2 separate regions of the Mus musculus genome follow, and region 1 is linked to region 2. A link is a contact called in public HiChIP or PLAC-seq data. All regions are on one chromosome and are shown on one strand. Each heading gives the region's core, a stretch centred on a gene start, on an enhancer-like site or on the middle of the called end of the contact. The rest is flanking DNA. Distances are from core to core; before and after follow the strand shown.

Region 1 (7,282 bases), core at 1,799-4,298, 1.0 Mb before region 2:
CAGGCCTTGGTGCTAAAGATGATGCAGCAGGATAGAACCTGTGCTATTCTTAGTTTCTGCTCTAAGGCTATAATCATTGCTGTTTACACATGCTCTCTGAGATTCAAGTGGATCTCTCATATACACAATGCAAGCTCTATGACCTGGGGCGCTAATCTGATGTTACATAGGTAAAGAGTGTAAAAAAATAAAGAGAGAATACACAATAGTTTCCAAAGTAATGAAATTCTACAAAATTCAGAAAATATTAGGTTTTGTAATACATCTTTGCAATTTAATCATTTTACAAAGTTTAATAATTTGTTTCTGTATTAACATATGTGATAGAAGTACATCCAGGCAAAAGACATACTGCTTTAACTCAAGAATTAGTGGATGAAAGTCCATAGACTACATGTACCCTGCTGAGTTTTACCTAAACAGAACAAACACAGGGATGTTTTCACTCCAGCACCATGACAACTGTTCTTAAGTCCATGAAGCCAAGCCATATGATATGGCTCGGTAGCAACAGATGGACTACATAAGCTTCAGCAGAATGCTGCAAAATATTCGGATCCTGGAACAGCGGGAATGCGATAAAGTCATTCCCTTTCTACCTCCCTCCTCTGAGAATTCTAGGGCTGACCTCATGAAGTTGTACTCCATCGCTTAAGAGACCGTTGCAAGTTCTCTAATGGTCCAGCATCTAAGGGAAGACCTCTACCTGAGCAGGTGCCTTGGCTATTTCATGGCATCAGTCCCAGACTCTACTCTTTGGTGTCTTTCTGTGGAGTACTGTGTCTAAGAGATGATTTTTTTCTTGTCTCGATTGGTTGTCTAAACTCTCTGAATCCAAAAGCAGCTCATATATTTGACATGTCTATTTACTGTCAAGCTCTGCTCAGCCCATAGCCTTGGCTTGTCATGATGACCACACATCAGGGAAAAGCTCATTCTTTGTAACAGAAATTTTATACTTGGGGGTATTTTCCTTCCTTGTCCAAGGAACATTTCCTGAGCTGAGGATCTAGATGGTGAATATATACTTCTTAAAATGACTTTAAAAACGTGTGTCCACGGCCCTCCCACTAATCTTCCACACTTTCACTTGGTGAGAGTTGGAGAGATTTAACTATCTTAGGACTTGCAAGACTTCCAGAGGCGGGAAGGCAGAATAGCCTGACTTCTAGATATGGCTAGGAAAGCCTGAGTCCTGTGGTCACCTCTGCCTCCTGACTCAGTGAAATGGGAACTCTCCAAGTCCAGTGTCAGAGTCTATCAACACCCTAAGTACCAGGTTATGATTTCATATTGATGGATAAGCCAGAAAGAGATTAGTTAGTAGCTGTTGTGTCAGGTCCACCCTGTGCTCTGTCATCTAGAACTTTTCTTTCTTCCAAGGCTACAGATGAACACTGGGAGTGGACACCAAGAGCAAAGGGCCCAAGAGGTGGCACTCATGAGGTATTGTCAAACACTGACCTACAGCTGGGATGTTAGATCCTTGGTACCTCAGAACCTTGAAAATATCAGCTCATGTTAGGAAAGAGATAAATATGTGTGCTCAGTCATCACATAGAAATGATATTCCCAGAGATGACTGCCACTCCAAGAACCTCGGTTTGGCTTCATCATTTGAGTGATTATCTATAAGATTTATTAAATGGCAGCATCGAACCATGTTCACATTAAAATAAGTCAGGTTTGTGATAAAACCTGACTAAAGTATAACTTTAAGATATTTTTCTTCTAAAATAACTTCTAGATAAGTGCTCGTGCCAGCAGGCTGTTTTCTGAGCTACAGTGAAGATGAACAGTGGACTGGCAGCAGCCTCCCCCAAGGATGTATGGTCACCCTGAGAACAACTGGGATAGATACTCAGTTTGGGATGCTTTGGGAGCCTGTTCTATGCTGGTTTCATCTACCACAGGGCAAGGGCAAAGATGAGGAAGCTGATAGAAGACAGCATAGCTAAAACATCTGGTGTTCTTGGTCCTAGAGCAGCAGTTCTTCATCTCCCCAAGTGTTGCGATCTTTAATAGTTGTAGTGATCCACAGGTATAAAATTATTTCCTCACTACTTTATAACTACAATTTTCTACTGTTATGATTCATAACATAAATATCTTTGTTTTTCAATAGTCTCTTGGGGTGTTGCGACCCATAGGTTGAGAACCTCTGACCTAGACAGTATATCTTGAAAAACAATTGTAGTAGAAAGTGAACTCAGTGGCTCACAAGATCAGACCCTATCTGTGGCAACTTCTCTGCATAGAGGGAACCATCAATATAGCATGGATGTGGGGGCAGACAGGCTGGCCCTGGTCTGAGTGAGTCACTGAAGGAGGTATGTGACCTTGAGTAGGACACTAAACTGACATCTGGACTTCCTACCTTCATGTGAACAATGAGAGTTTCAGACTTGACTCAATAATAAAGGAAAATGTGGCAGAAATGTAAAAACTACTGTGAAATTACATAAATAGTCTTTGAAAAACAGATAACCAACAAAATGAAAAATATAAAGATTCTCATGAGACAATTTTCTCCTTCAAAAGTATCATATTTACATTTGAAGCACATTATTTGCATAAGATCACTTTCTCTTTTTAAATATTGCAAAGTTCCATTTATGAAATAGAGTTCCTAAGAGTACAACCAAATTATTGATAGTTTACTAAAGAATGTATTTGGCAAAAAAATTTTTTTTTACATAATCCTATTATTAGCTCATTCTTAATCAATGTGCTTCACTAAGCATATTTATGGAGAATTAAAATTGTTTCTCTAAAAAACAAAGTACTATATTTTCCATAAATAATTTAAAAAATCCAAGCATGCTGTGTTTACCAGATAGAGTCTTCTTGTGAGTTCTAACTGGGGATGCTTTCTCGTCCTTCCATAGGAAGAGGACACTTGGAAAAGCACATTGGAAGACACACAGAGAGATGCTTGGTTCATAGTGTTTAGAATTTCCTTCTCAGAGGGAATACTAAGAGCCAAACACAAGCATACCAACTGTGGCACACAGAAGCCCAGTGTATGGGCTCACAGTGGAGCTGTGCTCGCTTGTCGTTTAGCTGTGAGCAGGTGAAAAATAAACAGAGGGGAGATTCAGCCACATGAGCGTCTCTTCTACCATGGAGGCTGAGGATGCACTTAAACAAGAACCATTCTCTTATTGCATCTGCACCTGGTGGCTCCAGCCACTGTGGATTCCAGATAGTTGATGGACGATAGCGTGACAGACAGCGGGCACCATACCTCTGTTGGTACTCCTACCCATGATTTAGGTGGTTTAGTTTCCTGAGCTGAAGAAGCTGAGGTGACCTGAACTCACTGAATGAAAGCACAGTGAAAATAATGAGTTATCTCATGCTTTGCAACTACACTCCTAGTCAATGAATGCAAGCAATGCCACACATGGCACAGACCCATGTTGTCCCGCCTGTGACCCTGTCTTGACCCCAGCAAGTCCTAGGAGAATTTGGATCTAACAGAGTAACTTGGGAAACTGGTTTCCTTCCAGCTATGCTTGGCTAGCAGATGTCTCTTGGCTACACCCCAACCATCCCTGTTATACAGTGAATGATCAACACTCAGAAGGGAGTTACATCTGCCTCAAACTGGGCTTGCACAAACATGCGCAGAACAAGTTTCAAACAGTCTTTGGTTAAAGTTAGAAATCAAAGACATATAAAAGAGGATCACTAATAACTGTCACTGTGTACTAACAACATTCACACTACAACTCATAAAACTATCCCTGTACTGTTCTTCAGCTCTTTTTGATATCAGAGAAATGTTATACAGATTTCATTTCACAGTACCATCCTGCAGGAAACATTGTATAACCATGTTTACACATAATGTATAACAATGGTTACACATTTAAAAAAGAAAGAAAGGAAGAAAGAAAGAAAGAAAGAAAAGAAAAGAAAAGAAAAGAAAAAGAAAGAAAAGAAAAAAAACCATCTACATTAAGAACATGCAGAGACCTTTCGACTTTATAATGTATACATCATCCCATTTGATTCTAGAGCAAGTCACATGTGTGAGCTGAGACAGTGAGGATGAAGTACATTGGAGCCATGGTCAAAATGATCAGTGACAGGTGTGTACTATGAATTTCCTGCCTCGGGCTCCCTGTATAGAAACAGAATGGCCTGAGCACTGCAGGGGTTTGCAAATAGTATAGTAAAAATGTCACTTCTACATAAGCCTTCCGGTATGTCTTGCTTAGGGGAATTGCTCTAAGCAAAGCTACCAAGCTCCTCTAGAGCAGAACTCTGTCAGAGTCCAGAATTCATTTTCAGTTTCCAACACTATAAACATTACAGAGCTAGTCAACTAGTGTTCATAGTCCTCTTCCATTTCCTAAGCACCTGGGCCTAAGTGCTTCCAAACCAACCCAACTAAACTTAAAAATACATTGTAGACAACACTGGACATTCCCTAGGAAAAAAAGAGGGTAGGGCTGGAGAGATAGCTTGTAGCTGGGAATTGGAAAGCATTTATGACATTTGGCTTTCCCTGTACCTCCAAGATTTCCTTCCCCTCACTAATTGATTATATAACAATGGGACCTTTGGAATAAACTGCAAGGGTGTTAGGAACAAGACATATCCTATAGATGATCCGGAATGATGGAGTTTTGGGACAGCATTGATGTTTCTTCTTAGGGGCATGAGCCTACTTTATCTTATATTCTCTCTCTCTCTCTCTCTCTCTCTCTCTCTCTCTCTCTTTCTCTCTCTTTCTCTGTATTCAAATAAAATATTAGCTTATCCTGGGGCACTAGATCCTAGCACTACCACTGAGAGTTATCATATACTGAATAATTCATTTTCACACCTATTACTGCTCACAATTGTTAGCCACATGGTTCCTCCATAGATATCCAGAGGTTAGTGGCATCACAAAAACCCATTTCAATGAAGACCCTGTGTCCCAGAATATAATAAGCCCACAGATGTATGGTTTTACAGCCTTTTGACTGCCAGAGATTTGAAAGGCTGGCACAGGTGCCCTCACCCTTGGGATTCCTTACCTGCGTGTTTGATGGAAGTGGCACCTCTTCAGGGGGATCTTGGCCACATGCTCCTGTAGTCCCACAAATAGGACACTCTGGCTGTGGAGGATCTGCAGGCTCCTGATGGGCTCACTCCTCCTCTCTGGGAAAAGCTCAATCTCTTCCAGCAAACAGCTGCCTGAGCTCTGACTCAGGGGAGCTCGTACTTTCTTAATGGTGCCATAATCTGTGAAGACAAGACAGGAAGAAAATAGAGCACACAGGTAGCACAGCTGTCTTCAGTTAGGCAGAATGTGTACAGAGCACACAGCCATAATTCTTCAGCCCATGAAGTCATTTGAGCATCTTCCAGTAATGCAGAGGCCTCTCGCGTGGGCCACACTGGATGGAGAATTCAGGTCCCGATGTCCTTTAAAGCTCTGCAGTGATATTTCACTGTAGCCAGTGGTGAGAACTCCTGATCTGCCATTTGTCTCTGCAGTTGCAAGCCTGAGAACAAGAGGCACGCTAAACCTTACTGAAGATTAAAATAGCTGCAGAATACCAGGAGAAAAAAAAAAACCAAATCTCAGATCACTGATGACAGCGTGGTGATTGCTACCCATTCACAGAAGAAGCAAAGTGACTTGGAATGTAAATACAAGGTCATTTTTGGTATTTTGAACTTGACACATGTTGGAACTGATTCAAGTCTTCCTGGACTCAGGTTCATGCATTTAATATTGCCTGTGCTGAGGACCTCTGCACCATGCAACTCTACAGATAGGCTATGAGGGATGTGGAGCAAGCTCCTTTTAGGTCAGTGGTTTTCAACTTTCCTAATGTTTTTACCATTTAATACAGTGTTTTGGTGACTGGTGACCCTACCTCCCAAACATAAAATAATTTTTGTTGCTACTTCATTACTGTAATTTTGCTACTACTATCAATCATGATATACATATCTGATACATGGCTCCTGCAAAAATTCAACCTTCAGTGGAATCATGACTCACTACTGTTTTAGTTCACCCATCAAGGACTTAAGGGAGGACAGATAACACTTCTGTGAGGGAGAGGCACAGGAGCTTAAAGGACACTGTTGCTTGCCTGCAAAATCTTGAAGCACCACCAATAACTATCAGTTCTATCTGAAGCTATCTTGAAAGTACAAACTGAATAATCCCACCAGGATATCATGCTTTAAATCATAGTGATTCTTATTTGATAAACACGGAAGCAGCTTTAGAGGTTATCTTAAAAGCAGAAATGAAACTCAGAAGCTTTGGCTTGAAGGAGCTTCAACCAAATAAGTCGAAAAGTCTGAAGAGATAATACTTTACACCTGGCATCTTTATGGAAGTCTTAGATAATAGGACCATCTACATTTAAAGAGAAAAGACATGGACACAATATATTAGTCTGGCTTTACTTAAAATGTAAACTGGAAATAGCTCCATTTTCTCGAAATCTCTCTTTCATGTCATATACACAGTGTAACAACTGCTTAAGTTTCCTTCAAGATAGCTGGCTAAATATTAGTGTTGAAAAATATCCAGCAAACATAGAATTTCTGACAGGAGTGTCTACATGCACTAAAAAACAGGCAATGATGGCCATTCAGAAAGCTCATGGCTCATAAAGCATGAGCAAGACCATTTTGATAAAGCCTTTACTCTATAACAAAACTTCCTTCTGATTTGGTGACTAGAGATCATAAGCTTGTGAAAAACAAGCAAACAACAAACAAACAAACAAACAAGCCCCCCGCCCCAGCTTTGGTGATTACAGTTCAACCTGCACAAGACAATAGAAGGCATCAGTAACCAAAGCTCGGAGGACTACACATGGTACAATGGGAGCTTCAGGGACAAGAGGTGACTTCAGTTCTGATATCTCAGCTACAACAATCTGAGACAAACAAAACAAAACAAAACAAAACACCCACACACTGGCAGATGGAGCTGTCAGCTTCCCAAGGAGCAACAGAACATTCCACTCTGTAGGATATCACAGTAACATGAGTATTGTCAGTTCAAGTCAAAGATTGGGGAGAAGCCAGCGTGGCTAACCTTGGTAAGTGGGATGGCTCAAATAGTTTTAAAAATATCACTGTGATAAAGCTGGACCTCCTAACCAATGTCTGAGTCAGTGAGGGGCAGGACGGATGGGAGTCCAACAGGAGAGTGACTATGACTACTTTGTGAATGTGGCTGTTAACATGGTGTGCAAAAAAAATAGGTCTAAACTAGAACATATTCAACAGTTAACATTCTGAGAAACCTGCC
Region 2 (6,982 bases), core at 353-2,852:
AGCTACAGTGTACTTATGTATAATAATAAATAAATCCCTTTTTTAAAAAAAGAAAGAATTCTTTCTGTCATAGACAGATCATACTGTATCAATTTGGGCTACGACAGTTAAACACAAATCAGATGGCCCAAGGTCTGCCTCACCTGTAGACACATGCACAAAGCCAGAAGGTAGACAATAATGACGCCCCGGTCTCCAGGGTCTCCCAGCTGGCCTTTGAGTTGTAGAAACCAACTGAGGCAAAGACGTGTCAGCCTATGTATGAGCATCTGAAGGAATACAGGGGAAAGGAAACTAGGAATCTGAACTGAGGGCAAAAGCATCGAACCACTGGGCCCGTGCAAGCAAGAAGAGTGGGAGCGGAGCAGCCGCCTGACTGGAAGGCGGTCTGTGACCCACGTGGGAATCTGCTCGCTCCTGCACCACGTGGGACCGAGACCTAGCACAAGCGGTCAGGCTTGGCAACAAGCGCCTTTACTTGCCGTGCCATCCTTGAAGTCTTTCTTGAACCTAGCTTGATGTCCACCAACAGTGGAATGGATACAGTGTGGTGTACATACACACAGAGCTTTATTCAACTGTAAACTAATGACTCAGAACCATCATGTTTTCGCTCAGATGCAGAATCTTGTTGTATACAAGTGTGTGTGCTGTGTTGAGAGGGAAGACCAGGAGGAGAGAGGATAATGAGGACAGCTTATAGGTCAATGGCAAGGTACAATTACATATATATATATGAATGAAAATGTCACAATGAAACCTTGTTTGTGTTAACTTTAAAAACCTTGTCCTGACATAATGTCAATCTGTGTCATGTAACAGCACAGACCTGAAAGCTAGCCTACTGTCATACAGGTTATATGCACTCTAATTTTGAGTACCTAATAAAAACAGACAATACGGCAGGGACAGTTTCTGTTCTGTGGGGTACGAGTGGAGAGACTGGAAACTCGTCACAAATAAATCCGAGCTTATAAAATGAATCGTGATTTCTGGCAGACGTACCGTGCAGTTACCCTTACGGGGTATCTTTCTAACAGCAAAACGCTGAGAACAAGAGACTCTGAGCACCAGCCGGTGCTACTTTGTCTCCACCTACAGTACACGCGCGGGGAAGGCCCAGGATCTGTGTAACCTGGGAAGTTAAGGACAAATACTATGTGCTGACGACCAGGCACGTCCAGCAACCTTGTGAAGTAGGCATTATCATTATTATTATTATTATTGTTTTTGTTGCTATTATTTTGTCATTATTGTTGTTGTTATTGCTGTTATTATTGTTATTATTATTATTATTATTATTATCTTTGCAGACAAGAAAACAAAGCTACAGGCTCAATAGCTTCCAAGCAGCAGCTCGTCCACCGCAGGGTGGATTCCAGCCGACCTAGGATCGGGCTGAGCAGTGAGTCTTGTGCACGGAGGTGCGGACAGCAGCCCCCAGCAAGCACTGTGGTAGCCACGACCGGCGCGGGACGGAGAGCACCGCAGCCACGCGCGCCCGATCCCCACAAGCGCCCGCGCCACAGACAACTATATCGCCCGCCGCCAGGCCGGTCAAACCTCACCTACTCGCTCCATCGCGCGTTCCGGGGAGACCGGAAGTGGAATCTACCAACGTCTTAGAGCCCGGGCGGCAATCAAAGAAAAGAAAAATATCTTAAGGAAATAAGCTCCCCGCTGCAACTCTGGATTCAAAAACTTTGAAAACTTAAATCCTTGAATCAGTGACTACATTATGTCTAGTATTAGCATTTGTGTGCTAGACGTCGCCTTCTAAGTTTCGAACACCCCCCCCCTCGGTTCGTGGAAAACGGACGTTCCCAACAGCGGCCGATTCCAGAAGCTACTCTGCGGCGTAAAAAAAGTCACTGTTGAAAAGTAAGTCGCGGGGTCTGCACTGCGCATGCGCGGGATTCTGCGTCCTCTCGCGAGAGGGAGGTGCGGTGTGTCTCTCTTCCCGAGTGGTCCCCGCTGGTTACTGGAGGAGCGCTCGTTCTAGTTCGTCCACCATGGCGTCCGTGGGGACCCTCGCCTTCGATGAGTATGGGCGCCCCTTTCTCATTATCAAGGACCAAGATCGCAAGTCCCGTCTCATGGGGCTTGAGGCCCTCAAGGTAACGGCCCGGAACGCGAAGCCGCGGGATGAAGGGAGTGGGCCGGAGCGCTTGTGCGCCTGCGCTGGCGAGAGAGCAGCTCGGCCATGTGCTGGCCCGAAAGCTCGAGAATCTCCGGTGCCGGGGAGCCCCTTTGGGCTCTAGGGTCACATCCCCGCTCTGGCTGCGGGAGAGGGCGTAGAGGCCTTCGTCCCACGGTGGGGTAGGGAGAGCGATCCGCCGCTTCAGAGCTGGGTGGGGTCGCATCCCCAGCTCACCGGGCGGGCGAGCAGGCCTGCGCCGGTGCATCTGTAACATCTGTAAGTCGCTTGTCCCTTAGAAGCGGGGCTGTCCCGAAAGGGAGAAAACTAGTGAGAAACGTGCACAGGACAGACCGAATGGCTGCTTGTAGGAAAGGGACCGTAAAGTCCCTTGGGCCAGAAAACGCATGGTGGTGACTTTTGGAGTGGAAGGAGAGAGTTTCAGTGGAGCACAGTTGGCCGCAATTGAGGATAGTTTCCTAAAGGGAAACAAAGAAGTTACCCTGAGGGAAGGCAGAGCCGAAGTGTTGAGTCGGAAGGCATGTCTCACAGAAGGAGAGGAATAAGAAAGGCTACCCAAGAGCCGGTGCTAGGCCCCCAGAGGAGAAAGGAGTGACAGTCACTGGTGTTGCCACAAAAAGCTCAGAGGAAGGAGGGAGCCCCATTTTAGGTTGTATTGTGCCAGTCGTGCCTCCAGGTTTGAGGTGCCCTGGTTGACCTGGTGTTAGGGAAATCCCTCGGTGAGTTCTCTATCAAACCGAATTTCTGACAGGTGTTTTGGAGTGGCTGCAGAAGTGGACATAGCAACTGAGGCCTGGTAGATGCTTGGTTCTCTTTGCCTTCAGCTTGTGCGCGTTGTGTGTTGACTTGTGTACTGGCTAGTTTTGTGTCGACTTGTGTACTGGCTGGTTTTCTGTCAACTTGACACAGGATGGAATTATCACAGAGAAAGGAGCTTCAGTTGGGGAAGTACCTCCACGAAATCCAGCTGTGGGGCATTTTCTCAATTAGTGATCAAGGGGGAAAGACCCCTTGTGGGTGGTGCCATCTCTGGGCTGGTAGTCTTGATTCTATAAGAGAGCAGGCTGAGCAAGCCAGGGGAAGCAAGCCAATAAGTAACATCCCTCCATGGCCTCTGCATCAGCTCCTGCTTCCTGACTTGCTTGAGTTCCAGTCCTGACTTCCTTTGGTGATTAACAGCAATGTGGAAAGTGTATTCTGAATAAATTCTTTCCTCCCCAATTTGTGTCTTTGTCATGATGTTTTGTGCAGGTATAGAAACCCTGACTAAGACAACTTCAACCCCCTTTTTTTTTCCTGTTTCTGGGGACGTGCCAATAACAAAATTCCAACAGACAGAAAATTGACCAGTATAACTCATGTTAACAGTCCTGTTGTGCCAGCCGTTTGTGTTAACCAGATGGACTATTGCATGTGGTCCTCACTCAGGATGGGTCCTGCTTACAGAATTAGATTCTTTAGGGACAGAGTCATAGAGAAATTGCCGAGTAGAGAAGGGTCATGACTTATTCCACTTCCACCTGAGTCAAAGCTAGGTCCAGAGCCGTGAGGTTCCCCTTGGCGTTAGACCAGAGCATCTGTGGTTGGAGGCCTGTCTTGTGTATAGTGTTGGGCTGGTTCTTTGGCCTCTGCTAGTACATACCAGTTTAGCCAACCAAAAATAAGTCCTGGTGTCCAGTATCTTTGGGCACCCCAAGAGACATTTCCCTGTGATGTCTCTTGAGAAACTATGTTACCAATACATACTTTCAGGTTACATTTTAAGAGCACCAGAGTTTGCAAAGACCAAATGTACTTGCTTTGTCACCTGTCTTGGTGACAAGAGAAGTTAATGAACGTGTACTTGCACAGCTCTGAAAATGCCCAGTATTTCTGTGCTTGCAGAAGTTTATCTATCTGCATCTTGGGGTTCAGAAGATGAGTTGGAGAAACCATCAGAGAACATGGTGACCCAGGGAAAGCCTGGAGTGCTCTGAAGAAAAGGCTGTTGATTTGGTATTAAGACCCTAGAGTGGCTTTGAACCTTTAGAATCATTAGAGTCACTAGAAAATGAGGAAATTAGCATAGCGACCAAGAAATGGAGAGCATGTGGTTTTGGAATTCTTCAGGATGGTTTTGACCTGAGTTAGATGGTGATGGCAGAAGAGCATGCGTTGAAGGAAATGAGCCAGGCATGTATAGGAGCAGGGAGGGTCCTGTCAGGCCTGGACCGACCTTTACTGTCTTAGTAGTAAGTCTGTGGGAAGGTTCACAGGAATATCATGAAAGCTAATGAGCCTGAGCAGTGTGCTGTGGAGCTGGGAGTTACATTCCCAAAGTGGGGCTGAGGTTGCAGGCCTACTGGGATAGTAAGTAGCATGAGTCTTGTTAAGTGTCACGTGCTCTGGATCAGCCCCTCTGAATATCGAGGTTCTTCTGTTTCAGGGCCCCAATCTCATAGAGCTTCTGGGAGTGAGGGAGCCAAAATGACAAAAAAGCTAAAGACAGTGGTAAAAGTGTTGAGACCATATGCTTGCCATGGGAGGATCACATGACCATAATGCTGATGGGTGGTCACACTTTCCTCCTATGATTTTTATATGACACGAGGTCTAGGTGGAAATAAAAATAGGTAAACATATCAAACCTTTACTGAGAATAAATCATAAAGAACATTACTTCCAAACAACATTTGTCATATATAAACCTTTGCTATATACTAAACATGAAGTCATGTTTGCATAATAATGAGATGTGTGTGTGTTCTTTTTTGTTTGGAAGGGGTTTCTTAGATTTCGTGTGCGTGTGTGCATTGTGGTGCCGTTGGAGGCCAAAAGAGGGCATTAGATCCTCTGGAACTGGAGTATAGGCCAATTTTGAAAGCTTCGTGTGGGTGCTGGAAACTGAACCTGTATCTTCCAGAACCACAAATGTTCTTGACCATTGACCGGTCTCCTGTGCATACTAGGCAATCACTCTATCAGTGAGCTGTAGTTCCAGCCCTTACTCTGGTAGCTTCACAGCTAGTTTTGGTCTGTCATTGTTACTAGGATTTCTGACAAGAACACTTTTAAAAAGAGAGCAGTCTCCGGGTTCCATGCCTGATAGGGTTACTGTTACTAGATTCTTAACCATCTTTCAAAACTTTCCTTTTGAAAATAATGTTTGCTAAGAACGTCAACAAGGGTGACTTCCATGTGGGTTGATGTGGTACGATATTTCTCTACAGTAAACCTTGGTAAACTGAAGGTGTTAAGTGTTTATGGTTGGATTTTGTGTTTTCAGAGTTCAAAATGGTGGCAGCATACCTCCTTCCTGTAAGAGACGAAATTCACTTGACACTGAAGCTTGTAGTTGTGAATGTTACTGCTCTAGTCAGCCCTCTCTGTTGATGTAGACATTTCTAGATTTTAGGAGTTACATCCTAAATCTTTTTTTTTCCCCTGCAAATACAAACGTAAGTGCATTTGACTGTTGGGATGACATGTAACTGGGTCTTTGCTTTTCTGTTCCATTTAGTCTCACATCATGGCTGCCAAAGCTGTAGCAAACACAATGCGGACGTCACTGGGACCAAACGGTGAGAGAACCATTGATAGTTTTAATAAAAGTTTGAAGATACCGTGCCTCTTTAGAAATGCAGTGGATGGTATGGCCAAGATGTTGAGTGTCAGGCTCTTCTGATACCGTGTGCTCACAATTTTGATTAGAGGCTTTTCCTCACTTCATTAGTACGTTCCAGAGTGAGCCTGTACATCTGGAACTAGTACTGTTTTTAATGGCACTCTGTGTGTGATGGTTGATCACATTTCTCTGGTTGAGACGCTTAGATTGTTTCCCATGTGGAGTTGGGTTAGCTGGTGGGTATTTATTTCATGTGTACTGGATTATTTGTTGCTAGTGAGTTTTGTGGTAGGAACTAGTGAGATGGTCCGACCCCCTATAGTTCCCAGTACTGGTACACTTTATTTTGCTCAACTTCCTTCTGCACTCTTGTCTTTTAGGGCTGGACAAGATGATGGTTGATAAGGATGGCGATGTGACTATAACAAACGATGGTGCCACCATTCTAAGCATGATGGATGTCGATCATCAGATTGCCAAGCTGATGGTTGAACTGTCCAAATCCCAGGATGATGAAATTGGAGATGGGACCACAGGAGTGGTTGGTAAGAAACAAAACAGCCTTTCTAACTTATTTGTTGTTTAAAACTGTCAGAGGAGCTCTAATGTTTCTGCCTTGCATCATGAAGGCAGTGGGGGACTGACTGAAGTTGGGGAACACATTATAGCACAAGTGGGCCAGACTTTAAAAAGTAAGTGTTGAGGGGAATAACAGGAGCCTGGGAGGATTGCCAGGAAGATGGAACAGCCAGTTGTCGTGTGTGCTTTTGATCTGTTTGGTTTTTAAGCTGCAAATGTTGAGTTAACTAACTGAACTAATTCTCCACAAAAATAAGCATGATTTTTAATTGCTTTACAAATCAAAGGAAATGAAAATATATTAACATATGCAGGGTTACATTTGCTGCAGCTAATTTAAAATTATTTATTCAACACTCTTGGCAGTAATTTCCCAAGCACTGTCGTAGGGTATACTTGGAGCACAGCAGTTTTAAATTAGCAGAACTAGCCGGGCGTGGTGGCGCACACCTTTAATCCCAGCGCTCGGGAGGCAGAGGCAGGCGGATTTCTGAGTTCGAGGCCAGCCTGGTCTACAGAGTGAGGTCCAGGACAGCCAGGGCTACACAGAGAAACCCTGTCTCGAAAAAAAAAAAAAATAGCAGAACTAAATTCAGTTTTGTCACTAAGAGGGAAAGGGTGAGGGTTGGTAGTGGGAACAC

Evidence for each region. HiChIP or PLAC-seq counts read pairs in DNA pulled down with a chosen protein or histone mark.
Region 1: a contact with region 2 is called in an H3K27ac HiChIP or PLAC-seq map of oligodendrocyte precursor cells, with 4 times the contacts expected there. The contact joins the enhancer-like site here to the promoter of Atpsckmt in region 2. A contact is called at or near these places in 7 of 39 promoter capture datasets (3T3-L1-derived adipocytes, the C10 cell line, cranial neural crest and 4 more) and 8 of 115 datasets of contacts at active chromatin or transcription factors (embryonic forebrain, embryonic hindbrain, embryonic limb bud and 5 more).

Annotation. Positions count from the first base shown.
Region 1 is chr15:32,607,182-32,614,463 of GRCm38.p6, reverse strand. It overlaps Sema5a (sema domain, seven thrombospondin repeats (type 1 and type 1-like), transmembrane domain (TM) and short cytoplasmic domain, (semaphorin) 5A), which reads right to left. Exons shown (of 23, transcript NM_009154.2): 12 at 5,034-5,241. Among named protein-coding and RNA genes, the nearest start is that of Gm41289, 160 kb to the left of the region's middle. Within about 2 kb of position 3,048, at least 11 of the 459 cell types and tissues checked have an H3K27ac peak or open chromatin away from gene starts, as enhancers often do. A contact at or near this core is called in oligodendrocyte precursor cells, where this site is marked.
Region 2 is chr15:31,596,736-31,603,717 of GRCm38.p6, reverse strand. It overlaps Atpsckmt (ATP synthase C subunit lysine N-methyltransferase), which reads right to left and starts at 1,602. Exons shown (of 5, transcript NM_026546.3): 1 at 1,569-1,602. The coding sequence starts at 1,581. Cct5 (chaperonin containing Tcp1, subunit 5 (epsilon)) reads left to right here and starts at 1,872. Exons shown (of 11, transcript NM_007637.3): 1 at 1,872-2,117; 2 at 5,658-5,718; 3 at 6,143-6,307. The coding sequence starts at 2,013.